Linked DNA regions of Sus scrofa: region 2 is linked to region 1. A link is a contact called in public Hi-C data. All regions are on one chromosome and are shown on one strand. The core of a region is the stretch at or near the end of the contact, and the rest is flanking DNA. Distances in the headings are between cores, read along the strand shown.

The links. Hi-C and Micro-C count contacts between places; a contact is called where the count stands out from the background.
Region 2: a Hi-C map of subcutaneous adipose tissue shows a contact between it and region 1, with 2.8 times the contacts expected there. The contact joins the promoter of RADIL here to the enhancer-like site in region 1. A contact is called at or near these places in 13 of 47 Hi-C or Micro-C datasets (alveolar macrophages, blood, embryonic fibroblasts and 7 more) and 1 of 2 datasets of contacts at active chromatin or transcription factors (skeletal muscle).

Annotation. Positions count from the first base shown.
Region 1 is chr3:3,504,934-3,509,792 of Sscrofa11.1, forward strand. No RefSeq gene overlaps it. Among named protein-coding and RNA genes, the nearest start is that of FOXK1, 49 kb to the right of the region's middle. Within about 2 kb of position 2,113, at least 21 of the 83 cell types and tissues checked have an H3K27ac peak or open chromatin away from gene starts, as enhancers often do. A contact at or near this core is called in mesenteric adipose tissue, omental adipose tissue, retroperitoneal adipose tissue and 2 more, where this site is marked.
Region 2 is chr3:3,713,697-3,718,555 of Sscrofa11.1, forward strand. RADIL (ras-associating and dilute domain-containing protein) reads right to left here and starts at 2,443. Exons shown (of 16, transcript XM_021086022.1): 1 at 2,332-2,443.

The sequences.
Region 1 (4,859 bases), core at 863-3,362:
GGAGTTGGCAGCAATGCCAGATCCTTAACCCCCTGAGCGAGGCCAGGGATCCAGCCTGCATCCTCATGGATCCTAGTTGGATTCTTAACCCGCTGAACCACAACGGGAACTCCTCAACTCTGTTTTTATAGGGTGGGTCAAATAAAACCTAACTGCAGACCAGATCCCGCCCTTGAGCCATCATCTTGTGGGAGAGTTCATGGGCCTCCTCCACTCAGTCCTCGCCTCGCCTCACCTCCAGTGTGTGTGTGAACAGGAATGGGTGTGGCCAGGGTCGCCCTGTACGGTCGTCCAGGGAGTGCACTGCCCAGGGGCCCCACCTGAGAGGCTGCCATTTCTCTCACGCTTCCAAGACGTGCATGAGTTTTGGAAGTTGTCCAGCAGAGGGCAGTAGCGTGCCACATTCTGACAAAATCGGCACAGCGCAGCACTGTTTAACAGATGGCTGGAAAGTGTCTAAAGGCAGGGACGTCCGTCTCATTCACACGAAGGGAGCGTAAGGACCCGCGGCAGCCCTGAGAGTCAAGGGTATGGAGAGGAACGGTCCCATCCCTTCGGATCGGGTTGCAAAGTGGAAGTTCCCCATCCCAGGCATCGTGAGGTTAGGCAGGAGGAACTCCGCACTAGCGGAGGGGCTGGGGCACCGATACACCCCACTGTGGGTGCTGTGTGGCCGCACCTAGTCGAGCTGGACGTGCAGTTTCCCATGACAGCAATTCCACGAGGCGCAAACGCCCGGCCGCACACACGCACACGTGCACCCGGGAACCTGTTCTAGAAGGTCTGCGGGCACGCCCTTTGTAAGAGCATCCTTTGTCAGAGCCCAAACTAGGAAGAGGTGCCATGCCCGTGAGTGATGGAGGGGCGAATAAACTGCATATTCTCGTGGTGAATACGAGACAGGGATGCAGGCGAGCCGGACCACGGCGAGAGCTCATCAGACAGAGTCAGGTCACCCGTACAGGCAAGCGGCCGCACAAGAGAGCGTTCCGTGTGATTCCGTTTGTTTAAAAGGCAAACGGCAGGCAGAGCTGAGCTCTGGTGTCAGAAGTCGGGGTGGCACTTAGGGGTGCCTGGGTGGTGACGGGAAGGGCACACGGCTTCTCTCCCAGACGCTGGTGAGGTTCGCTGCTTGACCTGGTGGTGGTGACATGGATGGGGTCCCTTTGGGAAACCAGCAGACTCACACACGTGTGCTTCGTGCCCCATTCCGTGCACACGTGAGCCCAACACGCACATGTCACAGCCGAGGACCCCGTGTGCGTGTTGGGTGAGGAGAGGCTTCAGAGGGGGAGAGGGAGAGAAAACCTCAGCTGCAGCAGTCATTCCAGAATCGTCCAGAATCACACGTGTCATGGCTTTACCCAGGAAACCAGCTCCCGGGGATGGGCCGTGTCTGTGCACCTGCTGGAGGCAGGAATCCTTGCTTCCCTGAGGTGAGGGTTTCTGTGCCAGTCACCGCTGTGGGTTGGGGTCCCAGAGACATTTGCCAGGGAGACCCAAGAAGCCAAGGGAGGACGGGCCTCTGGGATGCAGGTCGCACCCCTGGGTGTGTCCAGACGCAGGCAAAGGAGGCCGGGCTCCCTACTCTCACACCCGTGGGTTCATTCAAAGCAGAGCAGGCCATGGGGCTTCTACCTCCTGGTGCAGAGCATTGTGGGAACCTGGGGGAGCTGGGCGAGCCTCCTCTTACTGAGACGTGAGGACATGAGGTCTCGGCATTGACCTTCTCGCTTTTCCTGGGTGCCTCTGTGTCAGAGCTGGGGGGGTGGGAGGCTGCCCGGCTCGCTGGGATCAGAAACCCGTGTCCTCAGGCTCCAGGGTGGTGAGGAATTGCTCAACCATGTGCTGACCGTTTGTATGTTTGGGCGTCTGTCTGCTGGAAAACAAGAGGCCAAGCATGCTTTGGGATTGCCAGTGCCGCCTGGGTCCTGCCCCCCTTGGCTTCTGGGTCTGCCCCGCACAGATGGCCCTGGGGCCACCCCCCTCATCGACAACCCGCACCCACACCCTCCTCTCAGGCTTTGCTTCTGGAGACCCAGACCTAAGACGGAGAAGAAGATGGGTTCCAGCAGCTCGGAGATCCAGAAACCTGAGACCCAGCGCGGCTGGGCCTCCCGCCTCCCACACACATGCCTGTGGATCCGGTTTCTGCGAACGGAACAGGGCGCTTGCAGCAAGCTTGCAAGCGGCTGTCATCATTTCCAGGATTTGCTATTACTCAAGTTGTCCTGTTTCCTTTGGGTACAGACATGCCCCCGCCCCCCCAGGCCCGGCCCCAGGCCGCATTCCCAGTCCCTGGTGGCTCTCAGACGCACTTTCCCATAAAAATAACAGCAACGGCTAACAGCGGTAGGGCGGGCGCCGCCGGCCAAGCCTGTGCCCAAAACAGCCGTCTTAACCCCTACGTTGCCCAACTTGAGTTTGTCAGGTGCTCCTCTGAGGTCTTCTTCCTGTTTGGGGGGGAAGAGAACGCCTCCTCTCCAGGAGTCGCGGCTGCTCTGCAGAACCCGGGGTAAGCAGTCACTGCTTTCTGCGCAGACCCGGGATCCAGTGCTCCCGGGCCCCTCGCCGTCGGCCAGGCCACTGGCCTCTGCCCTTCACATGTCCCCCTCTAGGAGTTCTCGTCGTGGCGCAGTGGAGATGAATCCAACGAGGAACCATGAGGTTATGGGTTCGATCCCCGGCCTTGCTCAGTGGGTTAAGGATCTGGCATTACTGTGAGCTGTGGTGTAGGTCGCAGACCCGGCTCAGATCCTGTGTTGTTGTAGCTGTGGTGTAGGCCGGCAGCTAGGCTCCATTTCAACCCCTACCTGGGAATCTCCATATGCCACGGGTGCAGCCCTTAAAAAAAAAAAAAAAAAGCAAATGTCCCCCTCTGTCCAGTGGACGCAGGAACACCAGCCCCTCCAGACTGTAGTGTTACTCAGAGATGTTAAAATGGGAAATAAGCATATGGAAAGATGCTTCACCAAGTGCCAAGAAAAATGACTGTGTGACACCAGGTTGGGCAGAAGGAAACTCTCTCCCGTTACGTGGCTGCACGACGTGACACAGTTGTTGGGAAATCCGTTCGGCAGCCCCTACCGGGGCTTTATCTGTATTCCCCTGGCCCAGCCAGCTCACTCCGTCCCGAGAGGAGGCAGGGCAGGGCTCCACCTAAAGACACATTCCAGGAGGTCACCACCGCCTCAGTGACAACAGGTCAAGGCTCGAAACAACCCAGGCGCCCATCATCAGTGGGTGGGTGCGTAGCGTGTGGCACGTGGGTTCTGATGACGGAACCCGAAACAGCAATGAGAATAAACAAGCACGTGCGACCGTTACACACGCCCCGATGATGGAAGGGGGCGTGTGCACACTGTAGCCGTCCAGCCAGGTCAAGGCCAAGTTCACAAACAGGAGGCACTAACGGTCTTGGTCCATTCAGCAGCTCTAACAAAAAGCCCTGTGGCCCCAGTGGCTTATAGACCGCAGGGTTTTTCTCCCAGCTCTGGAGGCAGGAAGTCCCAGGTCAGGGGCCAGCGGGGCTGAGTCCTGGTGGGGACCCTCTTGTGGGTGGCGGATGTCTTTACATAGAATGACCACAGGACCGGCACTTCTGCTCGTACACATGCACCCAAACGAACTGAAAACAGGAGTTCCAGCAAAAACTTGCATGCAGCAAAACACTCGTTCAGAGCAGCGCTATTCACAACAGCCAAAGGGCAGAAACAACCCAAAGGTCTGTCCACTGAAAAATGGATAAACAGGAGTTCCCATCGTGATGCAGTGGAAACGAATCCGACTAGGAAGCATGAAGTTCCGGGTTCCATCCGTGGCCTCGTCCAGCGGGTTAAGGATCCATTGCTGCTGTGAGCTGTGGTGTAGGTCGCAGACGCAGCTCAGATCCCTGGTTGCTGTGGCTGTGGCGTAGTGCCCCAGCTACAGCTCTGATTCAACCCCGAGCCTGGGAACCTCCATGTGCCATGGGTGCGGCGCTAAAAAGACAAAAAAAAAAAAAAAAAGAAAGAAAGAAAAATGGATAAACAAAGTGTGATCTATGCAGGCAGTAGATTTTTGTTAATTTGTTTTATTGATGAAGCGTTGACTTACAGGGTAGCGTTAGCTTCTGCCTTACAGCAAAGTGATACAGATATATACATTTATTTCCTGTTATTATCCATTGTGGTTTAGCATGGGATATCAAACATGGTTCCCCATGATCGGCAGCAGGACCTTGTTTTTATCCATCCTGTATCTAACAGCGTGCCTCTCCGGATCCCAAACTCCCATTCCTCCCACCCCCTCAGCCACCACACGTCTGTTCTGTGTGTCTGTGAGTCTGTTTCTGTGTTGCAAGTTCATTTGTCATACCACAGATTCAATGCCTCCATAAAAGGAATAAAGGACAGATACATGCTAGAATGTGGTTGAACTTGAAAACATTTTGCTCAGACACAAAAAGACGTACGTGGTATGATTCTATTTCTAGGCGACATCCCCCGTGGCCGATCCCTGGAGACAGAAAGGGGATGAATGGTTTCCGGGGTGGCGGCGTGGGGGGATGGGGAGAGAGAGCGCTTCCGTTTGGGGTGATGAAGACATTGGGGAGCTCACCTCGATAGTGGGGGTGGTTGCACAGCATTGTGAATGAGTTGAGGCCACTGAAGTGTGCGCTTTAAAATGGTTAAAAAGAGAGCTTTTCTCTGATGTGTATTTTGCTACACACGCACGCACACACCCACAGAGTTACCAGATGACTTGGCAGTTCCACTCTGGAGTGTTTAGCCCAGAGGATTGAAAACACGTGTGCACATAAAAACCTGTCTGTGGCTGCCCGTAACAGCGTGAGTCATCACAGCCGAAGGTGGAAGCGG
Region 2 (4,859 bases), core at 1,193-3,692, 210 kb after region 1:
AGCAGCCACGTGTCCTGAGCACAAGGACCACACGAGGGGCTCCCCGGCTGTGGCGAGTCTGGCTGTGGGGAGACCCTCCTCGGAAGGCTGTTTCTCCCCTGAGCGCGCGAGTCGCCCTGTCAGAGGCTGAGGAGCCCAGGGCTGGATCTGGCTGCCCTCGGGCCTGTCGAGGGCCCGGAATGAACTTTCGACACCACCACCTGGGACAGCCTTCACACGACAAGGCTTTGGGTCGCACACATCAGCAGCTTCAAACCCCCCGAGCCTTCTGAAAGTTACACGACTCGCCTCCAAAGCTTCCAGCATGTGCCTCTGGCCACCACACATTCCCAGTGGATGTGACCCCTCCACAGACACTTGGCTCACGTCCAGCACAGCCCCCCCCGCCCCAGCATCTGGCTGTGGCAGCCAGGCAGCATCTGGCTCAGAAACCTCCACCTTTGGAGACGATGCTCCAACGTGAATTCACACACAAGCTGAAAATGGCAGAAACTGGGTCTCTGCAGTAGCCCCCTTCACAGGAAAGTCACCAAGTACACACGGGGGTTTAAAAGGCCCGCAGGTGTAAGGGAGACGTGACGTGCCATTCCGCGCCTAGGGGTGGATTCTTACAGGTCCCGTAAGGTCTGAAAGCTTAGACGATTCTGCTTTAATGAAGAGAGAAACAGAGAATGACCATTCACCGCTGCTTGGTCCCCTCCCGCGGCCGTGGAAGGGAGTCGCCTCCCTCCTCTCCTGCAGCCTCCTGTGCTGGATCCCAGGGCAATGTCGGGAAAAGGGGCCAGAGCCTGTAGGAGAGACCGACTCATTCCCTTCCAGTAACTGCTCCTTAAGCCCCAACAAGGCCCAGGAAACACGGACCCTGATCTGTCGGATCGATTTTATCAGGAAGCTCTCTTCCCCTCCTGGTCATTCTGTGGCCATTTTCAGAGAGCAACCACGGACAGTGGCCAGCGGCTCGGGCAGGCCCTTCCGCCACCGTCACAGAAAGCAGAGTACAGCCTGTTTGTCCAAATGGGACAGATGCGTCCTTGCAGAGGGCGAGAGGAGCCTGCTGAGCGGGGCCGGCTCTGCGAAACCAGATCTGTTTTTCTGGACACATGACCTGCCTTTTCCTCTTCTGCTCAGTTCTCTCCTCTTTCGCACAAATACCGGGGAAACACGGGCTGGAGGCGGTGGGCTGCAAGCTGCTGCTTCCCCTGGAGAATGTTTTCCTCTTGTTTGCAAGGAAGAGTCCAATTTCTGATGAAAACAAGCTCGAGTCACAGCAGCCAGGGCAGAGAGTGAGGTCAGTGTGGGGCTGAGCTAATGGGTGGAGGGACACGGCCGTTCCAACACTGCAACGTGGGATCCATTAGAATTTCCACCAGGGCAGGAGGGGACGAGAGTAGAGTCACGCAGGCTGGGCCTTACCCCCACCGGCCAAAACGCGCACTCGACAGCGCCAGCCAGAGCCGTGCTTTTAAACACAGATATTATTTAATCAGACTTAATTCTGCCATGCTAGCCTCTTGACAGGGGGCTTTTTCTGCCAGTGGGATTAAGGACTGGCTCCTCTCTGGAATGCGGACCAGGCGGCCTGTGCCAATGGGAGACACCTGTAACTAACCAGAGGCACCTGTAATCACCAGCGGGCGGAGGACTTGGGAAATTCTTTTCAGCAATTCAGATTAACCAAACACTTGACCAGGTGCTGGGAGTTGCCAGGGCTGGGTGTGAGAGCAGCCTGGGTCCCACGTACCCACTCTCTAATGGGAAATAAGGGAGTTTTCTGCGTGGGCCCCCCAGGATGCACTGTTTGTCAAGGGGCTGGAAATGGTACAGAAATAGCTGGGAGACAATGCTTTCAGCTGGCACGCGAGTGGGGAACAGCGCTGCCGTGTGAATAGGGAAACCAAGACAGGCCGTGGGCGGGGGGGATGTCACGCGGACCCCGGAAAGAGGGTACGGACTCCTGCGCCCTGTGCCCGCCTTGCAGACCCCCCTCCGTGGGGGCCGCCAGAGAAACTGAGGCCTGGGGGAACCCCGCCGTTGGGGGGCCCAGGCTCCGGGGGCCAAAGCGGGTAGTGGCCGGAGCTGACCCCCTGGAACCCCCATGTAGCCGGTCTGCGGGTTCCGCCCCCCGAGGCCTCGCCCGGGCCCCGAGAGCCGCCTGTTTCCATGACAACCGAACAAGCCTGGGCTGGGTGGCAAGAAAGATGCCCCGTGCGGGGCTAGCTGCCCCAGCGCGCGCCCCGCGGCCTCCCGGCCCGGCCAGCCTCCGCGCCCCGGGACCCCGGCCGCCACGGAGCGACCCCCGCCGCCGCCGCTCCTCGCGCACCCCGCACTCACCTCCAGCACAGCCCGCCGCCGCCGCCGCCGCCGCCGCGTTCCGGCACGGCTCCCACACCCGCCGTTAGCCGGAGCCAGGGCTCGGGACTCGCGCGTGGCGCGCCTCCTGCCGGCAGATCAACGGCCGGGGCGGGCCCTCTTGGGGCGGGCCCCTGTGGGCGGGGCCAGTGGGAGGGCGTGGCCCGCGGCGAGAGGCGCGCGGGCTCCTCCTGCGCCCCCCAACAGGTAGGGCGGGGCCTTTGGAGGGCGGGGCCTCCGAGGGACGTGCTGCAGGCCCAATGAGATGACACCTCGGATGAGCCCTCGAGGGAATGGAGCATCTGAGCAACAAGGCGGGACGAGAAGAGACAGTCTGGGCCCAGGGTGATCCGGCCGCCATCCAATGGACCGAAAGGGAGCCTGGAAGGGGCGTGGCCTAGGGGAGGGGCGGAGCCAGGGGATGGGGCTGAGCACGGCACCACCTGCCAAGCAATTAATGGGTGTGGACTTGCCCTCCAAGGCAAGGAAGGGAGGGGCCTGTGCAGGAGGGGCGGGGCTCCCCAAGCTCCTGGGCCAAGTGCTGGCCTCGGGCAAGCAGTTTCTATCCCACCTCCTATTCCCTTGGCTTTGAAGGCCAGGAAAAAGAGGAAGCTGGGTAAGGCAAGCGCTCATCGTTAGGGGGCGGTACAGAGCTGTGACTCCGATATATGAACGTTCGAAACATGGAAAGAGGACAAGGGTGGCAGGTTCCGTTTCCCTACATTCTGTCCCCCACCCACCAGCGTCTTAAATGACAAATCAGATCGTGGCACTCTTGTGCTTAAAAGGATGCAAAACGGGGCCAGGCCAGCTCCAGGGCTCTGGCCCAACCGCCCTTCTCGGGTAACTTGTTTGAAAAGAAGCACGTGTCCTTCGAGCTCGCTTTGGCCCCAGTCCTCCGGCTGGGGTTTCATCTTGGAGAAGGGCTGTTCACAGCTCCCTTTGTACCGCGCTGCTCATGCGCTAGACCTGGGGGATTCACGTGGCCTCGGATATGAATTCGGACCTCGGGAATGCACCTGCTTGTTGACAGCTATTGGGGTACCAAGTTTTATGGCGCTGACCCCGAATGTGCAGTGGAGAAAGTGGGGAGGAGGGAACAGACATTTGTAGACCACATAAAATATATCAGACCCTCTCATCTAAAGCTCACGTCAGGGAGTTCCCCTTGTGGCGTAGGCTGGCAGCTGTAGCCTGGGGACCTCCATATGCGGCAGGTGTGGCCCTAAAAAGCAAAAATAAATAAATAAAATAAAGCTCACATCAGCTCCTGTGAGGCAGATGTCATTACACCCATTTTTCAGAGGGGAAAACAGAGCCTGAGAGAGGTCAAACTGCTAGAGGTAGGGCCAAGAATTGAGCCTGGGACTCTGTGATTAAATGGTATCCTTTTCAAGACTCTCCACACCCCCCCACTCCTCATCCCCCCCCCCAAGAGGCAAAGATGGAGCTGGAAGGAGAGCCTGGATTTCAACCTGTTTTCCTCCCACGATCCTGTCCCAAATCCTTCAGCAGGGGTTGGCCAACTACCACCTGGGGGCCAAAGTGGAGCTGTTGTTTTCGTAAATAAAGTTTTCTTGGAACACAACCCCACCCATTTGGTTACATATTGTCTAAAACTGCTTTCATGCAACAGACTTTACAGCCCCAAAGCCTAAACTATTTACTCTCTGGCCAGTTACAGAACCACGTGCAGGCCCCTGCTCTTCTAGATGTTGTGATGCCAGCTACACCATTCCTCCCGGGTTTCACCCTTCTCCGTCTTTGCTCAGGCCCCTCTCTCTGCCTTCCGTCCCCTTTTCCCAACTGCATGCGTCTGCTCAGGCTGCCCTAACAGGGTAACACCGACTGGGGGCCTAAACAATGGAAATTTATTTTCTCACAGTTCCGGAGGCTGAAAGTCCGAGATCAAGGAGCCAGGAGAGCTGATTTCCTCTGAGGCTTCTCATCTTGGTGTGTAGACGGCCGGCGTCTCCCTGTGTCCTCACACACCCTTTGCTGTGTGTGTGTGTTTGTCCTCATCTTCTCTTATAAGGACACCAGTCAGACCGGATTAGGGTCCACGGTAATGACCTCATTTTCATTTAATCTCTTCCTTACAGGCGCCATCTCCAAATACCGTCCCATTCTGAGATGCTGGGGGCGAGAGCGTCAGCACATGGCTTTGAAGGGATGCCAGCTGAAGCTCTGGCCCCCAGCATCTCAGAAGGCTGCCACCTTCCTCTCATTAAAACCCAACCCCGCTATCATCTCCTGACCATTCTCCTGACCCAGGGGTCCTTCTCCGTCTCATAACCTGTCTTATTTAATTCATAATTTGGAGTGCCCGGTGTGGCCTTTATCACTATGTATTTGTGTATTTAACACACACTAGGATTTGAGTTCTGTAAAGGCAGGTACCTCATCTGTCTTCTTTACTGCTTACTTGGCACAGAATAGGGGCTCCATAAATATTTGTTATACGAATACACAAAAGCATGAATGGATTTCCACCCGTCTCAACCTCTCAC